Regions from separate parts of the Mus musculus genome. Here regions 1 and 3 are each linked to region 2. A link is a contact called in public HiChIP or PLAC-seq data. All regions are on one chromosome and are shown on one strand. The core of a region is the stretch at or near the end of the contact, and the rest is flanking DNA. Distances in the headings are between cores, read along the strand shown.

What was found. HiChIP or PLAC-seq counts read pairs in DNA pulled down with a chosen protein or histone mark.
Region 1: a FOXA1 HiChIP or PLAC-seq map of pancreatic cancer cells shows a contact between it and region 2. The contact joins two enhancer-like sites. A contact is called at or near these places in 1 of 484 Hi-C or Micro-C datasets (muscle stem cells) and 1 of 115 datasets of contacts at active chromatin or transcription factors (pancreatic cancer cells).
Region 3: a contact with region 2 is called in a CTCF HiChIP or PLAC-seq map of the NIH/3T3 cell line, with 5 read pairs. The contact joins two enhancer-like sites.

The regions. Positions count from the first base shown.
Region 1 is chr6:17,401,509-17,404,997 of GRCm38.p6, reverse strand. No RefSeq gene overlaps it. Among named protein-coding and RNA genes, the nearest start is that of Gm46953, 21 kb to the right of the region's middle. Within about 2 kb of position 1,722, at least 12 of the 459 cell types and tissues checked have an H3K27ac peak or open chromatin away from gene starts, as enhancers often do. A contact at or near this core is called in pancreatic cancer cells, where this site is marked.
Region 2 is chr6:17,141,180-17,145,102 of GRCm38.p6, reverse strand. The region is part of intron 1 of Gm4876 (predicted gene 4876); the gene reads left to right. Among named protein-coding and RNA genes, the nearest start is that of Gm4876, 29 kb to the left of the region's middle. Within about 2 kb of position 1,887, at least 108 of the 459 cell types and tissues checked have an H3K27ac peak or open chromatin away from gene starts, as enhancers often do. A contact at or near this core is called in the NIH/3T3 cell line and pancreatic cancer cells, where this site is marked.
Region 3 is chr6:17,484,465-17,487,886 of GRCm38.p6, reverse strand. It overlaps Met (met proto-oncogene), which reads right to left. Exons shown (of 22, transcript NM_008591.2): 2 at 42-90. Among named protein-coding and RNA genes, the nearest start is that of Met, 22 kb to the right of the region's middle. Within about 2 kb of position 1,911, at least 26 of the 459 cell types and tissues checked have an H3K27ac peak or open chromatin away from gene starts, as enhancers often do. A contact at or near this core is called in the NIH/3T3 cell line, where this site is marked.

The DNA of each region.
Region 1 (3,489 bases), core at 473-2,972, 260 kb before region 2:
AGGAAACAAAAGTTATCTCTTGGATAAGTAGATGGGGCCAGGGATGGAGAACAAGAAGAAACTAAAGATGCTGATGTTTTAGATTTGCACAGGGGCCCTCTGACCCCTTTGAATTTCTGAAGATATGGAAGCCTCTTTGAGGAGACTCTTAGCTCTTTTAAGGGATCCATTAAAGTCAGGATGAATTTTATCATCACATGAATTGGCTAGTTGCCTTGTTTATCTGTTACCAGAAATTCTGGGGAACACCTTTGCAACTTCCAGATGATACCGTGAAAATCGGGGTACCTTCTTGGAGCTCTTAGTTTTATTGATAAAAATTTAAGGATGACTTCAAATAGAAGCCTAAAGACAATTTTAAAAGAAATATCCTAGAATGGGCGAGCTATATCATATACTATATCAGAAGAGGAGTCTGAAAGGAGAAGGAAAAGAGGCCATGTCATTTGAGTTAAACTGTCCAAGGATGTCAGCCACATAGTGAGGAGGAGAGCTTTAGAGAAAGAATGAAGCCCAAGGCATTAGTGAATGCATGCTTCGGAAAAAAAAAAAAAAAAGGAAAGGAGAAAAGGAAAAAAGTTATGCTCTTTTAGAAAATTTCATGGACATTCACATAAAGCATCAGGTCTGCTCTCTCTAAGAGACTGAGGTGGGATGCCTGAGAAGTGAACACACACTATCTCACTTTTTACAGGGTTATTATACTGCCTAGGTCCACAGCATTGCTTCCCATGAGCCTGCCTTCCTAGTGGTGGTCCTACATTAGGAGTGATCCCTTGGCCAGGTGATTGACTAGTCCAACTGCGCATGTCAAGTTTCCACCCAGGCCAGGGACTTCATTCTCTTCACCAGAAGGACTTTGCTATACCTTCATGGGCCTTCACTGTTTCAGTGGCACTTCTGGCTTAAAAAATCTAGACGGCCAGAGGGCAAGAATCTTTCATGATAACGTTCAGAACAGGAGTAAGAGTTTGCCCCTAGATATGTCTAAACCTTGCTGATCTAGTAAAATTCAACTTTGAGAGTCCACCATGGTTTTATGCATCTGCCTTCTCTGCCTTTCTTTGAAAGCATTTGTAAGGATCTTGCAATATCATTTTAATGAGGTTCTGTAAAGTGACTACCCATTAAGAGGTTATTAAGGCCTTTTCAGGGAGAGTATATAAAATAAGCATGCAGAAGAGGAGGAATCATTAAGTCTGGAAGGGAGAAACTCAAAATGCTGAGAAAAGAAGCCTAAGCAAAGACAGTGTGGAGTGACTGCCAGCCATGGATCAGTCATGTCCAGTGAATAGAGACTTCCTGCCACGTGTAAGCGCAGCAGGAAATGGAGCATCAGGGAAGATCTTGTTAGTCCTAAAGTCACCAGAGCCTTCCTATTCCTTTTCAGCTTTTGGTGACCTACTGAGCTCTGATGGAAGTGTTTTTGACTAAGGTGGACTCTCTCAGGACTGCTCCATCTTTACTCCCTGAATTGTGGTTTTTACATTTCTATCCTTTCTTCCTTGGGCTTTTGTGAGGGACAAAGTACTTGACAGGACACTGAATTCCTAGCGCTAATATTAAATCTTTCAAAGAAAAAGGTGAGACCCTCCCTTTGTCCTCTTCCCTCCCCCTCAGCTAACATTTTGTCCAGCTTCTTTGTCTGGCTGCAGAGGATCGGCGAGAGCTGCTGACAATTGCTTAGTCACAGTGCATACTTAACCAGTTGCCACATAGTTTCTGATTACATTATTGATAACACTGATAATAGCAGTAGTCACAGCAACTCACTCCATACTTCACATTCAATGAACAGCTCTAAGCATTGGAACTGCAGTCTAAGCCCTACGATGTAAGCGCTGTTGTGACAACATCATTTTAATGCTATGTCCACATACCAGAATAACAGTAGTAGGTCCTCTGCTAAGGATATGGCTTCTATTTTACAGATAATTAAGTTGAGGCAGTGGGTTGGGGATGGTGTAAAGTAATTTACTGAAATTGCACAGCCAGAAAGTGGTAGAGCCTAGTTTTGAACCTGGCTGGATTGTTGTTTAGCAAAAGTATGGAAACAGTTTGCATAATAAAAGCAAAAAATATACTACATGCAAGATGGGGTACCCTTGAATAACCCCACTTTTTGATAACCAAGCATTGAATCTTTTACGATATTCTTGCCACATGCTGAGTTGACTTAACAGTTGTAGTTGTTTTTACTCTTCTTTTAATGTAACTTATATTTTCTACACTAACATTTTATGAATTGTGAGCTATATATTTTTTTTGGCCCTTAACTTATTTTCCCAATCCAGATGGCACCTTATGAGACTGCCAAAATACATAAGAACCATACTAATATCAACATCTCATTTTATAAGGAAAAATACCCCTCCATTTTAAAAGCTCATCCATTCAAAATCTGGAAGCTTAAATCTGTAGGTATTCAAGAACTTCACCTGTTGGTCATCAGAGAAGCAGAGTCTCTTAAAGGAGAGTGAGAATTCCCTTTCTTTTTCTATGCTCAGAAGGCTCCAGAGAGCATGTCCCAGCAGGTGTTATCAGTAGCAATTAAACTGCGAAGCAATTAAGTGGTCCTTCTGCATAGCTGCAGAAGAGTTCAGTGCAATCCTAGGAGAGTGGAAGAACACCTGATGATCGAGTTCTGGCACTGCAAGCAACAAGAAGTCATTCACTGTTATTTGTAGCCACTCGAAGGTACTCATCAAATCATTCCAACAATTATGAAGAGATCCAAGAGCAATCTGTGGTTCCTAGCTCTAGAGAAAGAGACAGGAGCTGGTGTCACTGTGCTCTCGAGGAATTTATAATCCAAAAGAGGAAAGCAGAAAAGTAAGGAAAAATATCATAGGTGCAATGGCTGCAGCATGGGTGGCTGGAGAGAGATGGTGGTCGACTATAGGATGTGCTTGAAGGTTTCTTGGCATAGTAGTCACCTGAACTGAGTTTTGAAAGATTCGTTTGTTTTCAAGGTGGAACACTTAGTAAAAAGTACAATGTTAAAGAGGTGAAGGTGACACCAGGGATGGCAAGTTCTTAGGTGTCCCTGGAGCACAGTGGTCATTTTACCCTAGAGCTCACTTTCTCTACTGCTTGCCTGTCTTGGCTTGTCAAATCAGACGGCCAGACCTGCGCTTATCTCTTTGGAATTGCAGGAAGCAATGAAGCATCCAAAGTCTCAGAGATCATGTCTCTGAAGCCTAGTTACTTGAGGGAGGGCTTTACAAGATTGGTGGAAAATACAAAAGGAGTTTAGGAAAATTCAATTCCGATTCAGTATGTTTGGTCGGAAAATAAACAGTTGAAGATTTTTACCAGGCTAAAGATTCCAGCCGTGTGTAAGATAGCAAGTAGTATCCGTTTTGTTCTCCCTGCATTTTTCTCTATCTGCTTCCTCACTTCCTAAGAGTGGCCAGAAATGTACATTTCTTTTCCAGAGGGTGTTTTAGATTGTTACGTCTGAAGTCCTGTTGCCAGATGAGCCTAATT
Region 2 (3,923 bases), core at 638-3,137:
GTGAGAAGACTTTTACAGCCTGAGCCATTTCCTCAAGCCAGTGGTTTTTTTCTTGCACATTATCTTAAATTTCTATAAATGTTTTATATTCATATTTTCTTGAGTTTACCCCTCTTTAATGTTTTTTATTTTCTCTTTTCTCATACATTCATTTTGTGTTAGTTTCCTACCTAAAGAAATTATATGGTTAGCTCATTTAATTCTAAATTGAGCTATTTTAAACTTTAAACTTCTAGTTTTTCATCACAAAGCACCAGAATTTAAAACTAGGGCTGGCACACACACAATGAAAGTTTGCCTGAGTCATTCATTATCTGTTAGGATGCTTGTGGGTCCTTATAGATCCTTTTGCGTGTTCCTTACTTGGAGAGCATAAGGATCAGCAAGCAACATCCTTGTTTGGTGTTTGTTTACCTGCTGGTTTTCTTTTTTACTCCCTGTCCAACCTACAATGGTGCTCCAGATATCCTTGTTGAGTTCCTGATCCCAGGGCATAGCATTTCACTAAGTAGGGTGACCAACCGACTTCTCTACTGTTTGTTGTAAAGAGAATCCTTGACCAGATTAAGGAAGTTTACATCTGTCCTAGATTGCCAGAATGGGTGCTTTCTACCATGAAGAGATGCAGGATTTAGCCAATGTTTTTTCTGTGCCCATACAATAGTGTTTTTAAAATATGAATGATTGCATTGATTTTTATCTTTTAATTTTGTTTATTTGTATCATTTTTCTTAAAGCCGTTCTTACATTGATTTTTTTATAGATTTTCTGCATTTAGATGTACTGCATCTATTCGTGATGTATTATTCTTTCTCTTTATTGTTAGATTCTATTTGCTAATGTTTTCACAGTAGGTCATCATGTTCATCATGGAGGCAAGGCTCTTCTAGCTGTCTGGTTTACTCTATCTGAGATTCCTAACCCTCACTGCTCCAACTTTTTCTCTGCCACAAAACGTCACTGCTCCAAGTCCTAGAAGATGGATCAGCTCATTTCTCACTTGCTCAGATCTTGCCCTCCAGTTTTTCTCTTTCGTCCTTCCAAGACGTCCTCCCTAGTTCTCTCAGTAGATTCCATCACTGACTGTGTTGCCCTGTCCTGCAATTTTCCCTTTGTGTGTGGTCTTTCAGAACAGACAACATAATTAACTGAAAGAATACTGTTTTTCTTGCTGGGCAGAATGGCTGCACTCTCAGCACGCGGAACACTATGAGAAGAGGGTCTCAAGAAGTAAGAGAACTTGTCTCAGAACAATGAGAGAACCATGTGTATATTACTAAGAATAATAATATAACTGTGTAATGATACAAAGAAAGAATAGATTTTTATATAAGTGTACCCACTGCATATACATTGTAACTATTTAAACATGCATGTGCATACTTATGTACATAATATTTACATTTATATTCTATATAGTCATATATTTACATAAACACATATGTTTTATGCATATAAGCATCAGTCTTTTTTTACCAGTCTGTCTTCATGTCTGAGTTTAACCTTCTGAGATCTAGGAAACATTTGGGAAATCTTTTCTGAGCTCACAAACTTAACTGCTGTGAAGAAAGCCATGCTGATATCCACGCCAGTCTCACATTTTCTAGGATTTGATTGCCTGTTGCAGAGCAAGAGACTTACTAAGTTTTTTGGAATGATTGTGCCATACGCACATTCGTGCACAAGTGTCGTTTTCTCTTTCTTGTTTCTCTGGGTCTCCTTTAGAATTTCCCTTTATAAAAACCAGGCAATATTCCTGGGCACATTTTAACACCACAATTAGTCATGGATGTGGTGATTCATCAGGCTGGCTTATAAAGCAAAGGCAGCCTTGCCCTTCCTAAGCATTGAGTTTGGCAACTCTTTTCCCTCCTCTGAATCAGACGTGTATTTGTTTGAGTAATCAAGAAAGAACTGTCTGTCTTGTGACCTTAGAGGTTGGTGAAAGGGAGCAACTGAGTGGTTTTGGCGCAGGAAAGTTAGCAGAACAATGCAAATCTGTAAAGCAGTGAGCCTCTCTACTTGGCCGCTTCCTCTGGGTAGACTTGAATGTCACACAAGCCTCTGATTGCCAACAGGCTTTTTCATCCTCCAAGAAAACTATTTTAATATAGGCAAAATGGATTTCAGATCTTATTTTAAAAGCTACTCTCAAATGCTCTCTGTGCTCATTTGTTAAATGTTCTGTCTTCCTTCAAGAGCAACAGGCCTTTACCAAATGAGCATTTTGAATCCTACTGTGATAATAGTGAGTGAGAGGCAGCTTAACAGCATGGGTACGACAGGGGAAAAGCTACCCTATAACCCAGCTAAGGAATGAATGAATCAGACTGATGCAAATTAGGGGAGACAATGGAATAGCTTAGAGATGGTTACTGAAGCCATTTCAAAGACACATGTGAAGGCTGACAACCAGGGAGTCTGAGGACTTTGAATAAGATGACAGCTCTGATGACAATAGAGCAAAGAGAATCTGCTGAAAGCAAAGGATTCACTTTACAATGGATTCCCTCCTTCTGATTGTCAGTTAACCAATGGGTATAAAAAAGATATCATTGGATGAAGATCAAATGTTAAATTTTAAGTATGTTTTGCTAGATTAGTTACAAGATTGTCTTTCTTATTTATATACACACAGAGAGACAAGTGCACGTGTGCACATACACACATAAAATTTTTATCATTAGAGATATGTACAATGTCCTGAAAAGATCAAATAGAGGTACAACCCACAATGTAGAGAAACATGTAAGGAGACTCCTGTCACCCCTTGGGTTGATATCTTTTGAATTGGTGCCTTTTATTTTGAAATCTCTAGAACAAATCCACAGCATTTTTCTCCCACTTGAGGCGTTTGCTCCATGGGTGGAGCTGAACTGATTATACCTCTTCTTCAAACCCTCTTGCCAAGTGGTTCTACCGTAGATGTTACCTGGGGTCAGTTGCATGTGTGGCACTTAGGTAGATGTCTTCCCAAAAGAAATTTACCTTGAAAGTAAAGTCTCTCATAAAAAGAAACAGGATAATGTACTGTGAAAATATGGACAATATTGGACACAACACTATCAAACCACCAGTGAGTACTCTTACCGTAGAGTGATATTGCATGGCATGTATTGGTGACCACTGATTTAGATTAAGTTCCTACACTAGACCGAGATGATCAGACTACACTGTAATAGAGTTATTCCTGATAGATAAACAAAGCAAAGTTGGAAGAAAACTAATCTTTAAAACAAATAAGCAACCTCAGGGCTTTCTAGCATCCAAGAAGAAGATCCCAGTCAACCACAGTATAGGACACTCCCCTCTTTTCCGACTTTAAAAGGAAAGCAATCATTCCTGGTTGTTTACTTCAGCCTTTTCTGCCAAAATAAACCCCGCTTCCATGCTCTGCTGAGCTCACTGGAGCCCCTCTTCATCCTCAGGGAGGATGATGCTAATTTATGAGTTACCCATAAAAGCAAAAGAGATTACCCAACTAAATTTGAGAAATGAAAGATCAAGAGTTTTAAATAGTTAAATTCAGGAGTACCACTTGAGTGGGTACATTAAAATTCCTCATGGAAAATAAAACACAAATGACTAACATGCAGGGAATTGGAGTTTATGTCATAAAAAAGACAAACAAAAATCTTTCTATCTCCCAACAAGAGAAGATTTTCTTTGCCTAGGCTCCTGTGCCTTTAAAAAGAACATGTCAATTCCAGCTCTAACCATCCTGCCTTCCTCTTCCTCAAGAGTTGTACCTATCCAGGCAGCTCTGTCTCTGTAGGGACTACCTGGGGGAACACTTTGGCTCTGTAGCTCTGCCTTGAACCCATTGCCCTGACCATCTCCTGGGGCGAGGGGAGTGGTGGTGGTGGGGAGGTATGTGTGGGAGGTAAATGTGGCTGCTATTCGAAGGTCACATTCTTCCTTTT
Region 3 (3,422 bases), core at 662-3,161, 340 kb before region 2:
TATAATAGTAAAAACAACAAAAATGTGCACTGCGTGCTTACCACATGCCAAGCGTTCTGCTACACCGTCAGCTTTCTCTCCACAGCCATCCTGTGAAGAAGGAAGTTGATTAGTATCCTCTTCTGGATGAGGGTGCTTGACAGAAGTCACCCAGTGTGAACCAAGACTCAATCCATGCCTAGCCGACAGTCGCCCATGCCCAGATGCTTCATTAACACCGAGAGAGAGAGAGAGAGAGAGAGAGAGAGAGAGAGAGAGAGAGAGAGAGAGAGAGAGAGATCACTGCCGGAGCAGGTTTCCCCATCAGAGCTCCAATCCCAGCCCTTCCCTGTCTAGCCATGTGACTTAAGGTCATTCATTCACCTCTGCACCCACAGCTCAATATTCTCATGGGATTGTTTTTTTTTTCCATTTTTTATTAGGTATTTAGCTCATTTACATTTCCAATGCTATACCAAAAGTCCCCCATACCCACCCACCCCCACTCCCCTACACACCCACTCCCCCTTATTGTTTTTAAGTATAAAAAAAGAGCGGACAGTTCGAAGATACATGACCATCTTAGAGTATATATGGCGACTGGAGCTGAACTTGCTATTTTTAAGTGTACTTCTCATTGTTCAGAAATATACTAGAATTTTTTTTTTTTTTGATGCTGGTGAGGGAAACAAGAGGGAATAAAAAATAAGGATAGGAGACAAATTGTCATATCAGTCCAGAGTACATTTTATGAAAAATTGTTTCTTAACACGACACACATCAGTATATCTTCCAGGAATGAGAACACAATCTTTATATTTTTCTCCAAAAAACTGAAGGTAAATAAATGAATGCTGACTCCCTAAGGGAAGGCCAAGCAATCTTATAACTCATTTGCATCCAAGCTGACCCAGTAGTGCAGTATTGAGTGTGCATGGCTTTTAGGTTTTCTCTTGTGAAAGAAGCTTCAGAATAATCTTTATTTTGTTTTTACATTCTGACGAGTTACCTATGTTTTTAAAATAAGAAACATGTTCTAAGGTTTATATGTATGTCACGTACCGTGCTGATGCTTAACAAACTAAAATCCAGCAAATGTATGAATGAGATTTTTGTTGTTGTTGTTGTTGTCTCATTGGATGGGACAGCAAATCAGAAGTAAGCTAGCAGGGAGGAAGGATGCTATTAATCACTTAATACACACCATTTTCTAGACCATTCTGTGCAATTAAGACTTGACCTGCCCACAGAGGTGTGTGTTGGTGAGAGCCGAGTGCCACGGGCAGACTCTGGTGCCCAGTGCACAGACACATACTCTGGTCAGGTGTATTATGGGATCCACCTCATTTCTGAGGGAGGCTCTTTGAATTCTTTGAGGAGTAGATGTTAGCATAGTGTCTGGCCCATGGTAGGTATGATCACTGTTCTTTCCTAGACTCGGAAAACATGGGTGGGTATCTATGATGTTTCAGAGACTGAGAAGAGTTGAAGGTGATTAAATTACTTTCAAACCATCAATGAGAATACAGAGTGATGGGAAGGAGAGACAATCACACAGCAGCTTAAACTCAAGGCGAGAAGTTCAAAGAAGGGAAATGTAGCCAGGCTATAGAGTTAAGTAGACTTAGCAATCAATTAGGATGCTTTTCTCATAATGCATTCATAATCTCGAGTAGTAGAAGCTAGTTTCAGTTTGTGGCAATGGAGCTACGTTGTATGACCCAAAGTAAGTCACTTAACTTCTTGGGCATCTTTCCCGATTGTAGAGTGAGTTTTGAACCAGTAGCATGCGTCAGTCCCCTAGCACTAGCTCAGTTACACCTGTCTTGTGAGTTTCTTCCCGACTTACATTTCAGCCACCTTATCTTGACAACCAAAAGTCAGCATGATGGGAGTGTTATTTCACAGGGATTGGCAAATATTGCACATTAGAGCTTTGTCCTTCCACCCTGGAATGGTTATGAAATATTTACTGGCATTCCTGAAGTGAACCAATCAACTCCAATGTATGTTCCAACTGTGACAATCCTGATCTCTGGGACTGCTTTTCTACAATTACCCGTCACTCCGGGGCCATCAACCTGAATATATGAGAATCGTGTTTACCTCACGACTCCAACTTTCTCCCCTAGCTCTATGCCAAACCGGGCTAGGACAAAAATTTGAATGTTTATGATGGTAGAGACTTCAGAAATATTCTCACTTCCATATATTTCTGCCTCCATCCATTGAATCCTGTGATGGGTCTGAATCAGACTTCAACACAGAATGTCTTGCTCTCTACTTCTCTTCGTTTTTTTTTTTTTCTTTTTGAAATAGTGCGAGTCATTTAACTGATTTTTTGACTAAATAAAACGTACAAAGATGATTCAAACAGACTGACTGATTCATTCCCTTGAAATGTGCACATAGCAGATGAAACCAAATCACCTATAAAACATTTTCTTATTTCTCTGCAGTTGGTTGCAAGAATACGCTCACTGAACAAACATTTCCTGGGAATGAGCACCCCTGTGCCATCTTGGTCATTAAGTTTGTGGTATTTAGGAGTCTCTTCATGAAAGACTGCCTGTTAACTATGAATTTGGGCTCAGGCCAACCTTCCAACCTGCCATTCAACTCTTCTCTACTACCTATCCGTTTCTAGTTTTCTTAGTGAACTACTTGGTCGCAGCATTGCCCCCAAGTCTAGCAATGTGGAGGATTCTCTAGGTTTCTATTGAGCAGGGTCTGTGCTTGCCAGCAATTCTATCAGCAGCCAAAGCATAGTGCTGTATTTAAGGACTGATTCCTCAGGGAAGTTTTCAGCAGGTGTAATGGGACATTACATCTTTTTAAAGGAGGAAAAACTTCATAAACTTTGACACAATTAACTTTGCTTTAGGGACTGATTTTTCCTAGAAGTCACATGGTATGTTACTCTGTTGAAAGCACCTTCTAGTTTGCAAGATATCCTCAGCTATATAATTTTTTTCCTAATTACAGTCATAAGGCAACTATTATTCTGATTTTTTCAGATGACATGTGTGTTGGAAGAGAATGAAATGTTAGCCAAAGGTGCACATGGAATCAAGGTCCCCTCAGTACTTATAAATTTGTAAAAACACACGATGCCTGTTTGAACTGTGCTTAATTAGTCGCAATTCTAGGGGAAAGGTTGTATTCAAAAGACATAGTACTTAAGTGAACAGTTATTTATATCCGCTCAGCTCCTATTGTCTCTTCCTCTGGCAGCTCTTTCGAAATCCCTCACTACCCCATCTACTGAGATTGCCCATCAATCATGATGCTCTCTTCTCACTGCAGGAAGAGGACGCTCACCAGTCTGGCGTTTCAATGAGCTCTAGTCGTCTGAGCCAGTGCTCAGTTAGGGTGAACATACGACCAAAGCAAGGACAACCATATGGATGCTGGCAGAGAATCACTCATGTTCAGAGATTCCA